3 separate regions of the Mus musculus genome follow, and regions 2 and 3 are each linked to region 1. A link is a contact called in public HiChIP or PLAC-seq and promoter capture Hi-C data. All regions are on one chromosome and are shown on one strand. The core of a region is the stretch at or near the end of the contact, and the rest is flanking DNA. Distances in the headings are between cores, read along the strand shown. Region 1 holds the start of Tmem170 (transmembrane protein 170). Region 2 holds the start of Nudt7 (nudix (nucleoside diphosphate linked moiety X)-type motif 7). Region 3 holds the start of Phlpp2 (PH domain and leucine rich repeat protein phosphatase 2).

The links. Promoter capture Hi-C pulls out the DNA fragments that hold promoters and counts their contacts. HiChIP or PLAC-seq counts read pairs in DNA pulled down with a chosen protein or histone mark.
Region 2: a contact with region 1 is called in a promoter capture Hi-C map of pre-B cells, with 5 times the contacts expected there. The contact joins the promoter of Nudt7 here to the promoter of Tmem170 in region 1. A contact is called at or near these places in 1 of 39 promoter capture datasets (pre-B cells), 1 of 484 Hi-C or Micro-C datasets (CD4 T cells) and 1 of 9 other capture datasets (liver).
Region 3: a contact with region 1 is called in an H3K27ac HiChIP or PLAC-seq map of microglia, with 7 times the contacts expected there. The contact joins the promoter of Phlpp2 here to the promoter of Tmem170 in region 1. A contact is called at or near these places in 1 of 39 promoter capture datasets (pre-B cells) and 1 of 115 datasets of contacts at active chromatin or transcription factors (microglia).

The regions. Positions count from the first base shown.
Region 1 is chr8:111,874,331-111,879,173 of GRCm38.p6, forward strand. Tmem170 (transmembrane protein 170) reads right to left here and starts at 2,345. Exons shown (of 3, transcript NM_025781.2): 1 at 2,173-2,345. The coding sequence starts at 2,305.
Region 2 is chr8:114,130,715-114,135,557 of GRCm38.p6, forward strand. Nudt7 (nudix (nucleoside diphosphate linked moiety X)-type motif 7) reads left to right here and starts at 2,860. Exons shown (of 4, transcript NM_024437.4): 1 at 2,860-2,986. The coding sequence starts at 2,952.
Region 3 is chr8:109,866,420-109,871,262 of GRCm38.p6, forward strand. It overlaps Phlpp2 (PH domain and leucine rich repeat protein phosphatase 2), which reads left to right and starts at 2,184. Exons shown (of 19, transcript NM_001122594.2): 1 at 2,184-2,298. The coding sequence starts at 2,200. It overlaps Gm17344 (a long non-coding RNA gene), which reads right to left and starts at 2,111. Exons shown (of 4, transcript XR_003947453.1): 1 at 1,877-2,111.

The sequences.
Region 1 (4,843 bases), core at 1,095-3,594:
GTTTAGCTTGTTGTGATCCTACCCAGGTTTATACCTCCAGTCAGGAGCCCACATCGGCTAGAAGGGTGACCCGATGAAGGAATGAGTCCTGGTAAATGGTACCCTTGTCACAGCCATAGCAGGAATAAAACCCAAATACATCATGCGGATTAGCATTTTCAGGAGAGTCTGGAGAGATGGCTCAGCAGTTGGGAGCGGCTGCTGCTCTTCCAGAGGATCTGAGTTCAGTTCCCAGTGAGCCCTGAGCGCTGACGCATTATGGCTCATGTCTGACTCTTGATTAGCATCTGGACTTCAGTAAGGCTTCTGACCGGCTCCCTTTTCTCAGCTCACAGGCCATCTGCCTTTTTTCCTTCTTGGTAAAACAACTCTTTCTCTCACCAAATAAAAACAGAAACAAAATGAAAAAAAAAAAAAAGAATCACAAAGAAGAAACAGTTCAGAGATAGAGTGGTTGCTGCTCTTTCAGAGGACCTGAGTTCTATTTCCAGCAACCAGGTCAGATAGCCCAGCCACCTGTAACTCCCGGCCTCTGGCCTGGGTGGGCACCTGTACTCACATCCACACACCCAAACACATGCATATATTTAAAATTTTTTTTCTTTTTTCTTTTTTTGAGACAAGGTTTCTCTGTGTAGCTCTGGCTGTCCTGGCACTCACTTTGGAGACCAGGCTGGCCTCGAACTCAGAGATCTGCCTGCCTCTGCCTCCTGAGTGCTGGGATTAAAGGCGAGCGCCACGATGCCCGGCAATTTTTTGTTTTTAAGAAAAAAGCTATTTGGTTGACTAGAGAAAAATTTAAATAAGGCCTATTTAAATAACATCCCTTTATCCGTGTTATGGATTTTAGAAGTGATCTGACTTGGGGGCACCGTGACAGTGACAGGACACACATCCCTGGTTCAGAAGTTTTGAGCTCAAGAATCCTAATGTCTCGTCTTCCGCAGTGCAGGAAGTTAAATTGTGATGTGTACACACATGCACATTGATGTGACCAAGGCTGTAAAACCAGAATAGTCCTGCTTTGCATGAGACATCCATCAACACCAGCCAAATATACAACTGTGGCCCCATAATCTAGCCTACCATCTAGGCCTACCTAACCCCACCTATGATGGTCTCACAAGTGCCTAATGAGCCTCAGCTTTTAAGTAGACATGTGACTTTTACCACCCGAACTAAGCATATGGGTACTTGTTATTCTCTGTTTCGCCTTCTCAGGTTTGGAAATCTCCTTAATAGTTGGGAGAGAAGTAAGAAAATGAGTTAGAACAGACTCACTGAATCCTAGGAAAGAAAGAACCCTTCATCTTTTGGAGAAGGTCGCCAGAATGCTGTGTGTCTGTGTGTTTACTTATTTGTAATCACTTTCAGATTTGTTTGTTTATTTATATATGTATTTATTTGTAATCACTGTCAGGTGGGACACTAGTACTTCTGGAAACAATCTGAACTCCCAGACTCTTTTCTTGTGGGCAGGATCACAAGCTAACATCTTCAGCTGCCACAAAACAAAAAGGCAGCCACCTTGTCAGCTACTACACAGGCAGGTCCCAGGTGTCCACCGAGAGGCGCCTGGCAGTCGCTGCCCAGTAGATGAGACTCACAGGTGTCTGGTCGAAGGTTGCAGTCAGCAATCCCACCCGTCATCCTCTTTTACAACGTCACTGGGTTAGTTTCTCTTTGCGGCAGTGTCCTAATACCCCTACCCCCCCACACCCCACCCCACCCCCGCCTCTGTCGTCTTGCCTTCAAAAACCCAAAGCAATCATGCCCTCCCCTGAGGGCCTTTATTAATAACCTCAGGGGATCATTCTCTTCTCCACAACTTTCTGAATTGTAGCAGTTCTACAATGTAAATGTAACTTTAAAAGCCCTCCTGGCAGAAGGCGGCGAAGCCCGGGTAAGAGCTAAGAGCAATTTAGAAGTTCTGTCTTAAGTTCTTCTAGGTGCGGGTGGGGGAATCCGCAACAGGTCTGAGCAGGCTGGTGGGAAAGTGGGTGTAGGACAGAGTCAGAGGACAGCGTCAGCACACAGGCTCTCAGAGGAAGGATACTAGCAGTCACTAGGACTGGACAGCCGTCGCCCCAAGTGCGATTCCAGGGCTGCCTCGGCCTCGCCCTGGGAGGCAGGCGACAGGTGCGCAGTGCGCAGGCGCGGGGCGGGGCGTACCTGGGAAGGAGCAGAGCGAAGTGGAGTTGGGGCACAGGGTCCCGTTGCCCACCCGCGGCACGAGCTTCAGGCTGAGGATCTGCTGCAGGAGCCCGGCTGAGCCGCCGCCACCGCCGCTCCCCTCGCGCTCCATCCCGCCGCCATCCACCGCCCGCCGCGCCGCGGAGTACCGCACCTCCGCAGCCACGGCGTCACCTTTGGCCGGCCCTCTTCTCCCGCCCACTCCAACGGCGCTGCTAGAGTAATCGTTTCTCCTTCCAATCACAGGGCGCCGCAGATGGAGGGGGCGGGGTAACGGTTGTTCCCGCCCCCTGGCGCTGCGTTCGATTAGAGAAACCCACGGCATGCTGCGCCCCTAGTGGCAAGTTTCTTCTGCTCCATCTGGGTGTGTTGGGCTCTGCCCTCTTTAGTGCCACCTTTAAGTAGGACAAGTCCGGTGAGATTGCTCAGCGGGTAGAGGCGAGGTGTTTGCCTCCAAGCATGAAGGATTTGCCTTCCATCCCTAGGACTCATATGGTGAAAGGTGAGAACCAACTCCCATGGTTGTCTTTTTACCTTCACATACACATAGACTCACATACATTTTAAAATAGTATACAAGGATACATCACCAAAAATAAAAATTAAGTGACCACTAGCCTACTCAAATTTCTCTGTAGGACTGAATATGTATTGACAGAGAACCAGCCTAGCTGCACATCCCTAGATTCCAACCCCAGTTGCTTAGCCTGTCAAAGTCTATAGGTTCGCTGGGCGGTGGTGATACGTGCCTTTAAACTCAGCACTCAAGAGGTAGAGGCAGGCAGCTTTCTGAGTTCGAGGCCAGCCTGCTCTACTGAATAAGCTCCAGGACAGCCAGAGCTACATAGAGAAACTCTGTCAAAACCAAAACCAAAGCAAATACAAGACAAAACAAAAGACTGTAGGTTCAACTTCCGAACAACCAACAAGCAAAAATAAGACTTTTTAAATGGACCAAAACAGAGGCAGGCGGATTTCTGAGTTCGAAGCCAGCCTGGTCTACAAAGTGAGTTCCAGGACAGCCAGGGCTATACAGAGAAACCCTGTCTCGAAAAACCAAAAAGAAAAAAAGGACCAGAAATTCTCTAAGTCACAGAAGTTGAAACTTTTAGGAGCTGTGACCTGAGTTCCATCTCAGGAGCCCACGTGGTAAAAGAGAACCCATAACTGCAAGTTGTCCTTTGACCTGCACAGGTTCCCACACACATATGGCCATGGCTCTCCCTGGTTGTAAACTTGACGACGCCTGGAATGAACTAAAACCGCAATGGCTGGCGAAACCTGTGAGGGATTTAAAGTAGCAATACCTATAATCTGGATCTTTGAGGTGGAAAATCCACCTTTGATCTGAACCACGCCATCTACCGGTTTGAATATGCTTAGCCCATGCGAAGTGTGGCACGTATTAGGAGGTGTGGCCTTGCTAGAGGAAGTGTGCCACTGGGTAGGCAGGCATTGAGGTCTCCTAGTGTTTAAGCTCCACCCCAGTGCGGAGGAGACAGTTTCTCCTGCTGAGATTCTCTCAGCTCCCTCTCCAGCATGCCTGCTGCCCTGCTTCCTGTCATGATGATAATGGACTGAACCTCTGAAACTGTAAGCCAGCCCCAATGAAATGTTTGCCTTTATAAGAGTTGCTTCGGTCATGGTGTCTCCTCACAGTAGTAAAACCCAAACTAAGACACTGGCATTAGAACCTATTTAGAGATTCCAGTGTATACTGAAAGACCAGCGGGGTCATCCAGCCCCATGGACTGAACAACTCCTGGACTCTGGGCCTTCCATTAGTAGACAGCCATTGCTGGATTAGCTGGACCACTTCCTGTAAGCCACTCTATAAATCATATATATACATATATATATATATATGATACATTCAATAAATAATTTAACATATTCATTAATAAATATAAATATTTAAGTTCTCTCCCTCTGCAGAATCCAGACTAATACACATATATAATAAATCAATAACTTTAAAACCTTTTACAGCAACTGTTTTTCAGTATATTTAGACATCTTGTCAGCATTTTAGATTTTGTAGGATTTTTGCTTTTACAGGATAGCATGAACAATGCCAACAGCCCTTTCCCATAAGTGTGCTATATCCATTAATGCCCAGATGTTCACCTCCCTCCCAAAGGAAAGAAGTTAAAGTTGGGTTGGTTATAGCTCTGAGAGACGCCTTGCCTCATATGCCTGCAGCTCTGGGTTTGATCCCCAGCACTTCACAAAGGTCCCTAAGAAGCCTTCCAGGGAGAATCTGTAGATTGCCTATATAGACATGAAAATTTGGTGGTTTGACAGCCAAATGGAAGGACCTAGAAAGCAAAGCATCGATATTTTGTAGGGAAAATGTACTTTGAGACTTTTGAGTATTTGCCTTTTCTGGTCATCCAATCTTCTCATTTCTCCTTTGGAATAAACTCCCACAATTTCTATTACCTTTTTGGTTTGGTTTGTGATGAAGTCTTGCTGCGTTCTCTTGGCTGGCTTGCAACTTTCTGTGCAAATTATGTCTGGCTTCTTTTTTTTTTTTTAAAGATTTATTTATTTATTTATTTATTACATGTAAGTACACTGTAGCTGTCTTCAGACCCTCCAGAAGAGGGAGTCAGATCTCATTACAGATGGTTGTGAGCCACCATGTGGT
Region 2 (4,843 bases), core at 1,610-4,109, 2.3 Mb after region 1:
TAATTTATTACGTGGCAGGTGTGACAACACCTGAAACCTTTAAGTCTCAACTTGAGCATCTTTAAGAGCAAAGAGTCAGTCAATAGAAGTCTGAAGAAAAGAGGCTTCTCAGACGGAATTCCCAGCCTTTAATTCAACTCCCTGAACCACGGTCATCACCCCTTCCAACTCACGTAGTAAATGACTCGAGATGTAGGTTGTGTTTGCAGTCATTCCTCAAGACTGAGAGGCCTGAAGGCCAAGGCTCCGTGTCTCAACCATAGCCCCATACTTCTCACAAGCAGCTATGTCACGGATATTGCATAAGGAGTCATTTATTTCTTCCTCATGGTCAGACACACCTAATTCACAGGCCATTTGCTTTTCTAGGGTGTGTTGAAATACACGGGCTCAAAGGTCAGAATGATGCAGCCTCAAACCAAAGCCCTACGACCTCAAGCTGGATATTTTTATTTTCTAATCAAGAAAGAGCAATACCATCATTGTAGAAATAACCCTGTTCATTGTTGCTCTGAGGAATTTTTTTCTCACTTTTACATGTTCACGCATACACGTGTGTGTGTGTGTGTGTGTGTGTATGTGTGTGTGTGTGTGTGTGTTGTACGTTTATGTGTGTCAGTGTGAGTACATACGTGCAGGTGCATTTGGTGCCCTGAGGTTGATGCAAAGGTAACTTAATCAAACCCAGAGCTAAGTGATATGGCCTGACTTGCTAGTTGTCTGGGAATACCCTGTCTTTACTCTCCCAGGTTGGAATTATAGGTAAACCAATATGCCTACCTGGCATTCCTGTGGATTCTGAGGATCCTTACAAGCAAGAGTTTCAACCACCAAGCCATCTCCCCAGCACCCTGCTCTGAGGATTGAGACTGACGTAGATGGAGTGTGACGATCAGTATTATTAGGATACCATTGTGTTCTTGGTTTGGACCCTTCCCAGCTGTTCCTGGTATTACACTGCTCAGATAACGCGATAAACCACAGGTGCTGGGTTAGTGATTTCAAAACAGGCTTTCTCTGTATAACATCCTCAGCTGTCTTAGAACTCATTCTGTAAACCAGGCTGGCCTTGAACTTACAGAGATCCACCTGCCTCTGCCTTCCAAGTGCGAGATTAAAGGCCCTCATGTCGCCAGGTTTAGTACTTTTTAAAAGTCTTGGGAATGGGGTTGGAGAGTTCGATCAGCAGTTAAAAGCACAATATATTGTTCTTTCGGAGGACCAGAGTTCAGTTCCCAGAATGCACATCAGGCTGCTTATATGTCTATAATTCTAGCATGCATACAAACAGACATACCTATATACATAAATAAAAATAAATGTAAAATCTCGGGAACTGTGGTACAACTGTTCCCTTAGCTATAATGGGATTCTCATGAGTTCTGAGTACTCTTGTTTTTATGGAATTATTCTTTCATTAAAAAAATAATATAATATACAATGAATTATATTTTTTTACTATACTGATGTAGGGATGAATTCAGTTTTTGACTCATTCTTATATATTACTTAATTTTACATTCAATTTCTTTGAATTTTAAGAGAAGAAAAGAAAAATAAAAAAGAAGTAGAAGACATGAATTGGGGAGGCAGATGTGGTTGGGGGTTCTGGGAGGAAAATGGAGGGGTATGGAAGGTGGGTGTTATTGTAATCACTTACAATAGATACATTGTACTCATGTGTGACATTAGGGAAGGATATATGAATTGTAAAGCCCATCATTAAGTTTGTGTGTCAGACACTATGCCAGTCTTTGGAGAAGCCTGCCTTGCTCCCCTCTCCCCCCCCCCCCCCAGTCTCAGTTCCGGCCAGCCTCCCCGCTCAGCTCACACTCTCTCTCAGCTCTGTGTGAGGTGATGGAGCTCTCCCATTGCTAGGCAGTTCATCCCTGAAAACAGGTGCAGGTGTCAGACAGCAGCATCTACCTACACTGGGGACCTGCCACCCTCCTGGGACTTAGTAGGTGTGTGCTTCTGGGCAGTCTGCATTGCAGCAGGACACTGGAGACATTGATACTGGGGTGGGGGTGGAGGTGTGGAGAGCTACATGTTAGACACTCTCTTTTGGCCAGGAGTGAGGAGCTCGGCCTGGTTTTCCAAGCCCCCAACTCTCCACCCAGCCTCCTTTTCCCCTCCCAGCCTCTGAGCCTACCTACCTGAGTTTCATTCCTGGAACTCACAGGGTGGAAGGAGAGAACTGGCTCCTGAAAGTTGTCCTCTGATCTTCATACATATTCTGTAGCACACACACACACACACACACACACACACACACACACACACACACGCACGCACACACGCGCGCGCACACACACACACACACACACACACACACACACACGCGCGCACACACACACACACACACACACACACACTAGTAAATAAAATGTTTTGTTTTTGGTTTTTGGTTTTCGTTTTTGTTTGGTTTTTCAAGACACGGTGTTTCTCTATGTAACAGTCCTGGCTGTCCCAGAACTCACTTTGTAGACCAGGCTGCCCTGGAACTCAAGAGTAATCTGCCTGCCCCTACCTCCCAAGTGCTGGGATTAAAGGCATGTACCACCATGCCCGGCAAGCGTAATTAATTTTTAATTTTTTAAAATTAAGTACTTTTTACAACTGCTTATTGCAAATTTTCTCACATGCTCCATGGTTTTGAAGAAGCCCACGCTACTAGACAGCAATCTTTTTTTTTTTTTTTTTTTTTTAGTGTATTCAACACTTTAAATCCGGTCAGCACCACCTTCGGACCTAACTCCGCCCCGAACACGCCCTACCTATAGGCCCCGCCCCTAGCACTTCGGGCGTCTTTGAAGGGCCCCGCCCTCAGCCTCTCCTCCCTGAAAAGTCCCCGCCCTCATTCCTAGCTGGGGCTACTAAGCGCATGCGCGTCAGAACTATTTGCTTCCCGAAGTCTCCTGCTGCTAGTAAGAGGAAGTACTGCAGGGCTGATGTCGCGACCTTGTGGACTCCCGGAGCCTGTCAGGTAAAGCTCTCCGGCTCCAAGCACCGGAGCCTGACCAAGCCGGGCTCTGATCATTGCACAGGCCCTATCTATCCACCCTGCAGTTCAGGCTCCTCAGGGCTCCCCTCCAGCCGGAACTTTGCTCTTCTGCTCCTGGGGACAGAGTTGGGGTTTTCACCTAACAAGATTCACACACGCGCAGGCGTGTCCTCATCTCCCAGGGTCACAGCGTTTCCCTTTTGCCAATCCGAGTCACTCTTCAGGAACCCCCACAGCGGAACCTCAGAACCCCAACATGGCCAGACAGTTATGCATCAGCCAAACAGAGTTCAAGTTCCTGGGTGGCTTCTTCCACCCATAACCGAGGTTCTTGCTCAAGGCATTGCTGCTCCCAGCCTGGCCTCAGTACTACAAGGCTGTTCTGAGAACTCAACACAGAATGGGCCAGCCCTGCTCCTATTTTGATGGTATTGTCTCGACACAATTAGACTTTTATTTTCCTGCTGCCTCTGGGCAGTTCTAGGGGTTGTTTAAAAGCCTTCTTCCTCTTTGGCTGGCTAATTGTCTTTTCTGGACAGAGGCCTGTGAGTATCAGCTGTACTGTGTGCCAGCTTTCATTGGCCCTTTCCAGGACATTTGATTGGTTTGCAGCCAGCTCTCTGTCACATGGATGGGATGGGGCTTGTGGGGGGGGGGGGCGGTGTTTGAGAATAAGCAAACCCCTCTAACCAAAGGCTTGTTAAGGATGCGCTAGTGATTAACACTCACAGCTCAGGGCCACCTTGTTCATGAACTGGCCACTTTACCTGCACGGCTACCCTCGAGCAAGTTACAGATGAGGACTTCTCGAGGCTCCAGGAGATGATGGGTAGCCCAGGCTGATCTCAAACTTTCGGTAGTCGTTCTGCCTCAGCTTCTCCAAGCACTAGGAGGTTGCAGGTGTGAGCTAGTTACCGCACCCGGCTCCACCCAGCTTTTGAGATGGAATGAGTTCTGGCTGACCTAAACATCTGGTTTTGCACAGTCATACTGCGGAATAGTGAGAACTAATGTTACACTTTCTACAGCCACTGTGACAAAGTCCTACCAACTGGATGACTTGAGGAATAGCAATTAGCCTCTCTTGGGTCTGAAGGACCCATAATCAGGTCTGAAGTCCATAATCAAGGTATTAGCAGGCACACAATCAGAAGTCTCTGGGGATGTTCCATTGCCCCTTCCAGCTTCTGGTAACTTTCGATCATCCTTGGCTTATAGCAGCAGATTTTGGGTCCCCATTCCCATCTGTCTGTCTGTCTGTCTGTCTCTCTGTGTGTGTGTGTGTGTGTGTGTGTGTGTGTGTGTGTGTGTGTGTGTGTACATCTATGTCTATAGCCTCTTCCTTCAAAGACACCTGTTGTTGGATTGGGAGTTCTCCCTACATTCAGGATGGTGCAATCTCAAGAGCCTTAACTACTTACATCTGCAAAGAACCCATTTCTGAATAACACCACATTCTCAGGCTCTATGTTGACATGAATAAGGTGGTCACTGTCACACACCATGCAAACAAGCAGCATAAAGCATAGAGCTCATCCGAGGGACTCGGAAAGAGCCACATGAAAACAGTCCCATTTGTGGTGCTGAATCTAAACTTTGGCGGTAACTATCAGTGATGGTACAGTCCCTTGAGCTGCCACAGAGGCAACCTTGTCACTTTGGAAGTTGGATCAAGCGCTCACCCTCGGGCCTCACCTCAAAGTCACCGAGTCAGGTTTTGGGGTAAGTGCTGGAGGAGTCTGTTGGGCACCGCCTTGTAGCAGATCCTGTGGCTGTTTGGGTTTGAGAATCACATTTACAAGGTGTCTGGGTTTGTGAATGGTGGAAGGACCAGGCAAG
Region 3 (4,843 bases), core at 934-3,433, 2.0 Mb before region 1:
GTAGGTATCTGAAATAATTTCAAAGTAGAAAGAAAACCCTGGGATGTAGCTTTTCTTTCACCTTTTATTAAACTTCACAGAGAGAAACCATGCTTACTGTAGTAAAAGAAAACAAAGAAAGGAAGATTGGGACTGTGGTAGAGGAAGGCAAAAAAAACGCCTTTTATAGAAGAAATGATTTGTATGAGGCAGAATCTTTGAAGCAAAGTTTTATCTTTCTTTTTCTTTTTTTAGATTTATATATTGATATATGTCAGTACACTGTAGTTGACTTCAGACACACCAGAAAAGGATGTCAGATCTCATTATGGGTGGTTGTGAGCCACCATGTGGTTGCTGGGATTTGAACTCAGGATCTTCGGAAGAGCAGTCAGTGCTCTTAACTGCTGAGCCATCTAGCCAGCCCGCAAAGTTTTATCTTGACATGTCAATTAGCTCCAAATTGAACAAAACATCTTAAGACAGGGCGGGCCAGGTCTATCTCGAATGCTGTTGCTTTTAAGCCTACAGTTAAAATACTCCAGACAAGTAGTTGCACAGGCCAAACTGAAGCAATGGGTAATAAGTGACCCTTTGCCCGGTTATCTTAGAAGTTGTTTTGCTTTTTAATCCCTTACAAGTTGGCTGAATATTCAACACATACATAAGAGAGGAAGCCCTAAAAATGAAGAGATCTAGAAGGCTTCTTACAAAATGTAGGAGCAGTTTAATGCTAATCACCTTTTGGGAAACCTAGAATTTCAGAATTACAGTGGCTACTATGAATCTTTAATATGAGTTAGGCTCTTTGTTCTGTCCAATCCACCTTGATAATGGCCAGGCAGATGTTAATCTAGTTCATTCACTCCTTAAGAACCAACGCAAGGGTCTAGAGAGATGGCTTAGTGGTTCAGAGCACTGGCTGCTCTTCCAGAGAACCCAGGGTCAACTCCCAGAGTTCACCTGTCAATTTACAACCATCTATAACTCCAGGTCCAGAGGATCCGACACTGTCTTCTGGCCTCTATCATCAGTCATACACGTGTTGTGTTGCATAGACTTAATACCCATAACAACACGGAAGACCCACCTGAAGCTGGGCATAGTGGTGCACATCTGCACTGGGGAGGTGGAGACAGGAGACTCTAAAAGTTCAGGGCCAGCTTTGGCTATATAGTGAGTTCGGGTCTGCCTGGGCTATGTGTAATTTTCTGTCTCAAAAAAAAAAAAAATCCGAAAGAATTAGATCAAGTAATTTGTACATGTATAGAATGTATAGATCTAATAATGAGTATAATTAACGGGGTGTGGTGACCCACGCCTTTAATCCCAGCACTTGGGAGGCAGAGGCAGGCGGATTTCTGAATTCGAGGCCAGCCTGGTCTACAAAGTGAGTTCCCGGACAGCCAAGGCTACATAGAGAAACCCTGTCTCGAAAAACCAAAAGAAAAAAAAAAAAAAAAGAGTACAATTGAGATTTGGAATTGGAATTAGGCAGACTTATAATTTGGCCCACTAACCACAAAACTATCTTTCACTCCAGGAACAAAAAGAGTCAGCTTTTAAAATAGGTGAATTAAGACTTGCAAAATAGAAAGCGGGCTTACACACCATGTTACTGGTTGAGTGGTTGAGGACGAGAAAGGAAATCTGATACTTTGATTACAGGAAAAGGACACTGAACTGTGCCTGGAAAGCTTAGTGTACTTGAGGTGGTTTGATGAAGAAGGTCGCCAGCTATCCCTAAGAGGTGAGTATAAGCAACAGTTCTTTCACCCCCAGTGGGTGCCAGGGGACAAGACACATTTGGGAGCAGGAAGCGTCTTGGATGGAGAATTCCAGCGCCGCCCATGGTGGAGGGTTGTATCTTGTCTATTTTAACAGGTGCAGGCCTTACCTGTCACTTCCTCTGGCCGCTTCTTGGAGGATCCAGAAAGTACCAAATTGCTCTCCCTGCGCCCTGGTCCTAGGAGCTCAGGGTGGAGCGCAGCAGAGGCTTACTCCGCCTGCAGTGGCGCCAGCCTCCCACAATTCTACTCCGGCCTCGCCAGGCTGACGACTACGCAGGTCCAGCGGGTCGGGGAGGGACCGAAGGGGGCGGAGCGTCTTGGTTAGGGGCGGGGTCTAGGCGGAGGGGCGAGGCCTCCCGCTGCTCGCGCGCGCCTCCGAGGCTCGCGCTGTCGCGCCGGGCCGGGCGTCTCTGTAAATCCTTGGCCGCCAATGGGGGAGGTGGAGCCCGTGCCCGCGGGCCCGCTGGAGCCCCCGGAGCCACCTGAAGCGGCGGCGCCTCGCCGGCCCGGAGGGATTCGGGTCCTAAAGGTGAGACGGCAGGGAGAGGGAGGAAGCAAGAGGGCTGTGGCCGCCTTCGCTAAGCTGCCCGAGGCGGCGGGCGCCCCCCGCCCTGCGTCCCTGGGCCGCTTGCACTTGGCCGGGCCGCCGCGGGCCTGCTGTGGGGCCTCCGGGCCGCGCCCCCGCCCTGGCCTCCGCCGCCCTGGTCCCCGGCGCTGTCCATCCCTGACCGCCGCCCGGCAGGCCCACGCCTTCGGGCAGCCGCTGCCCCCACCTTCCTTCCTCCCCGCATCCCCGGGACCTCAGTCTCCTCGCTGGGCCTAGCCCGGGGCCCCGGGACGGATTCCGGGGGGCTCCGAGGGCCGGCCGCGCCTGGCGGGAGTCAGGCGGCGAGTACGCAGGACTCGGCGGACACCTGAAGACATCACCCCAGCTGGAGGATGGCGGCGGCGATTGGCCAGGCGCCGCGGTGTGCGCGGGCTGCGCCGGCGGGAGCGGCCACGCTGCCCTCGGGACTGGCTGCGGGAGTTCCGAACCGGCTCTCGGCTCCAAGACGCAACACCCCGCGCTTCCCGCTCGGGGGACAGTCCCGGAGGATCTGCTGCCTGTGGACCTGCTGGGCGTGTTGCAGGGTTTGGGGGGCGGGGGTGGGAGAGCAGAGCCCGAAGGGGCACTCCTGCTTGGCTGACAATCCGGGGAGAAGGCAGTGGGGGAGCCGTTATGCAACAGGCAGCTAAGCGGGGCTTTTTGGTAGAATCAGGGGAGTAGGAGGATAGGAAAACAGATGCAGGGGAAAGGGGAGTGGAGCCTTGAAGGTGAGTGATGACAAGAAGTTTCTATGCAGGAAGAATGCAGAAGGTGAGCTGAGGTGAGGTCAGCAGAGATGGCTAAAAGGTGGCTAACTGGGTGGAGTTCTCTACTAACCTCTGAAATAGTGCAGAGACATTTTTTTCTGTAGGTTCAGTATATAAACGAACTGGAATAGTGGAATGGAATTCCTCTAGAGTTCTAGAAGAGCAATTGGCAGGATTTAAAACTTGCCAAAGAAGGGGAAGAAAATTAAGATTTAATGTGTTTCGAAACCAGTCTGCCAAACATCGAAGATACTTAATGTTAAAAGCAAACCTTAAGTAATTAAATGAGATTGTTGTTGAGTAATATTTCCTTTTATTAAGATTATTAGTAAAGTAGCACAAAGATGGAAGCAGCAGAAAAATTTATTTGTTGTACTTAGTGAATTCATAAAACCAATACTCAGTAGACTGAAATTTTATTTTCTGGCACCTCCCAGTGTTAATGCATAGTTTACTTTAGACTAACTTCATAACTGTTACCTACACTGTTACCTACACTGGAATTTACTCAAGCATAAATCGAAGTGTAATTACTCAAAGTCTTCCAGATATTTAAAATGATAGCAAATAACGAACTGTAAATTGTGAGTGGATTCAGTACAGGCAAGAGATCTGCAGGACTAACTTATGAGGAAATAGTTTTGAGAGATATCAAATGGCTTTTGGTATGCAGAGGATGGTCAATTTAAAAAAAAAAAAACTTTTCTTGTAACCTTTTTGGGTCATGTTGAAATGGCCAATTGCATGAATGGAGGGTTCCTGAAGCTCTCATTTTGGGATCATTAGAAAGATTCCAGTGATGGGTCGGTCAGTCTTGATTCTTGGTCAGAATTGAGCTCTTGCCATGAAAGTCTTTCTGAAAGGCCTTCCTGGCCTTGCTTTCCTGAATTAGTTAACACTAATCCTCGTAAATAAGTGGGATAGATGGTCATGGAAACAGGCCTTGTGTGTCCCGCAAGCAGAAGTTCTCTGGAGTTGCTGAGTGGTTCGCTCTCTCAATTTTAGCCTATAAAGAGTACAAGAGGTGAGCAGCAGACTTTCTGAACCTTGAAGAATGTCATGTTTGCCCACAGGTTTTTCTCTGGAGATGTTTGTAAAGACTTCTCTAGCCTAGGAGCATGGCTCTGGGTTAGGAGTGCAGGGAGGGTCAGCAGCCCTCCAACATACAAGGCTCTGGTTTTATTCCTCAGCTCAAGCATCAAAATACTTATAAAAAGTTGATGCATGCCTTAATCTTAGCACTTGGGAAGCAGAGGCAGGCAGATCTCTGAGTTCTAGGGCAGCCTGATCTATAGAGTTCCAGAACAGCCAGAGATACAGAGAGAACCCCTGTCTTGAAAAACAAAACAAATAAACAAAAAGACTTTTTATTCCTTTATACTTACACCCAAATCATGAACATTATTCTCAAGTTTTCATAAAAAGCTCTTCATAAAAGCCTTACATGACTGAGCCAACATAATTTATTCAGATTATATCAAGGACCATAGGACACTGGAGCATTTTATAAAAAGTGCACTGCTAAGCCAAGGCTCTGGGCTTGTACCTATGGCCTCTGCTATTCAGAAGGTTGACATGAGATCACACTTAAGCCTCAGGGTCTAAGGCCAGTTTGAGCAACGTAGAATGTATGTCAAAGTTCTAAAACTTTCTCAAGTTCCTGAATCAGGCTCAAGAGGTTTTCAGATGTTTCCTATGCTTTTGAGATTATGGTTTAGTTT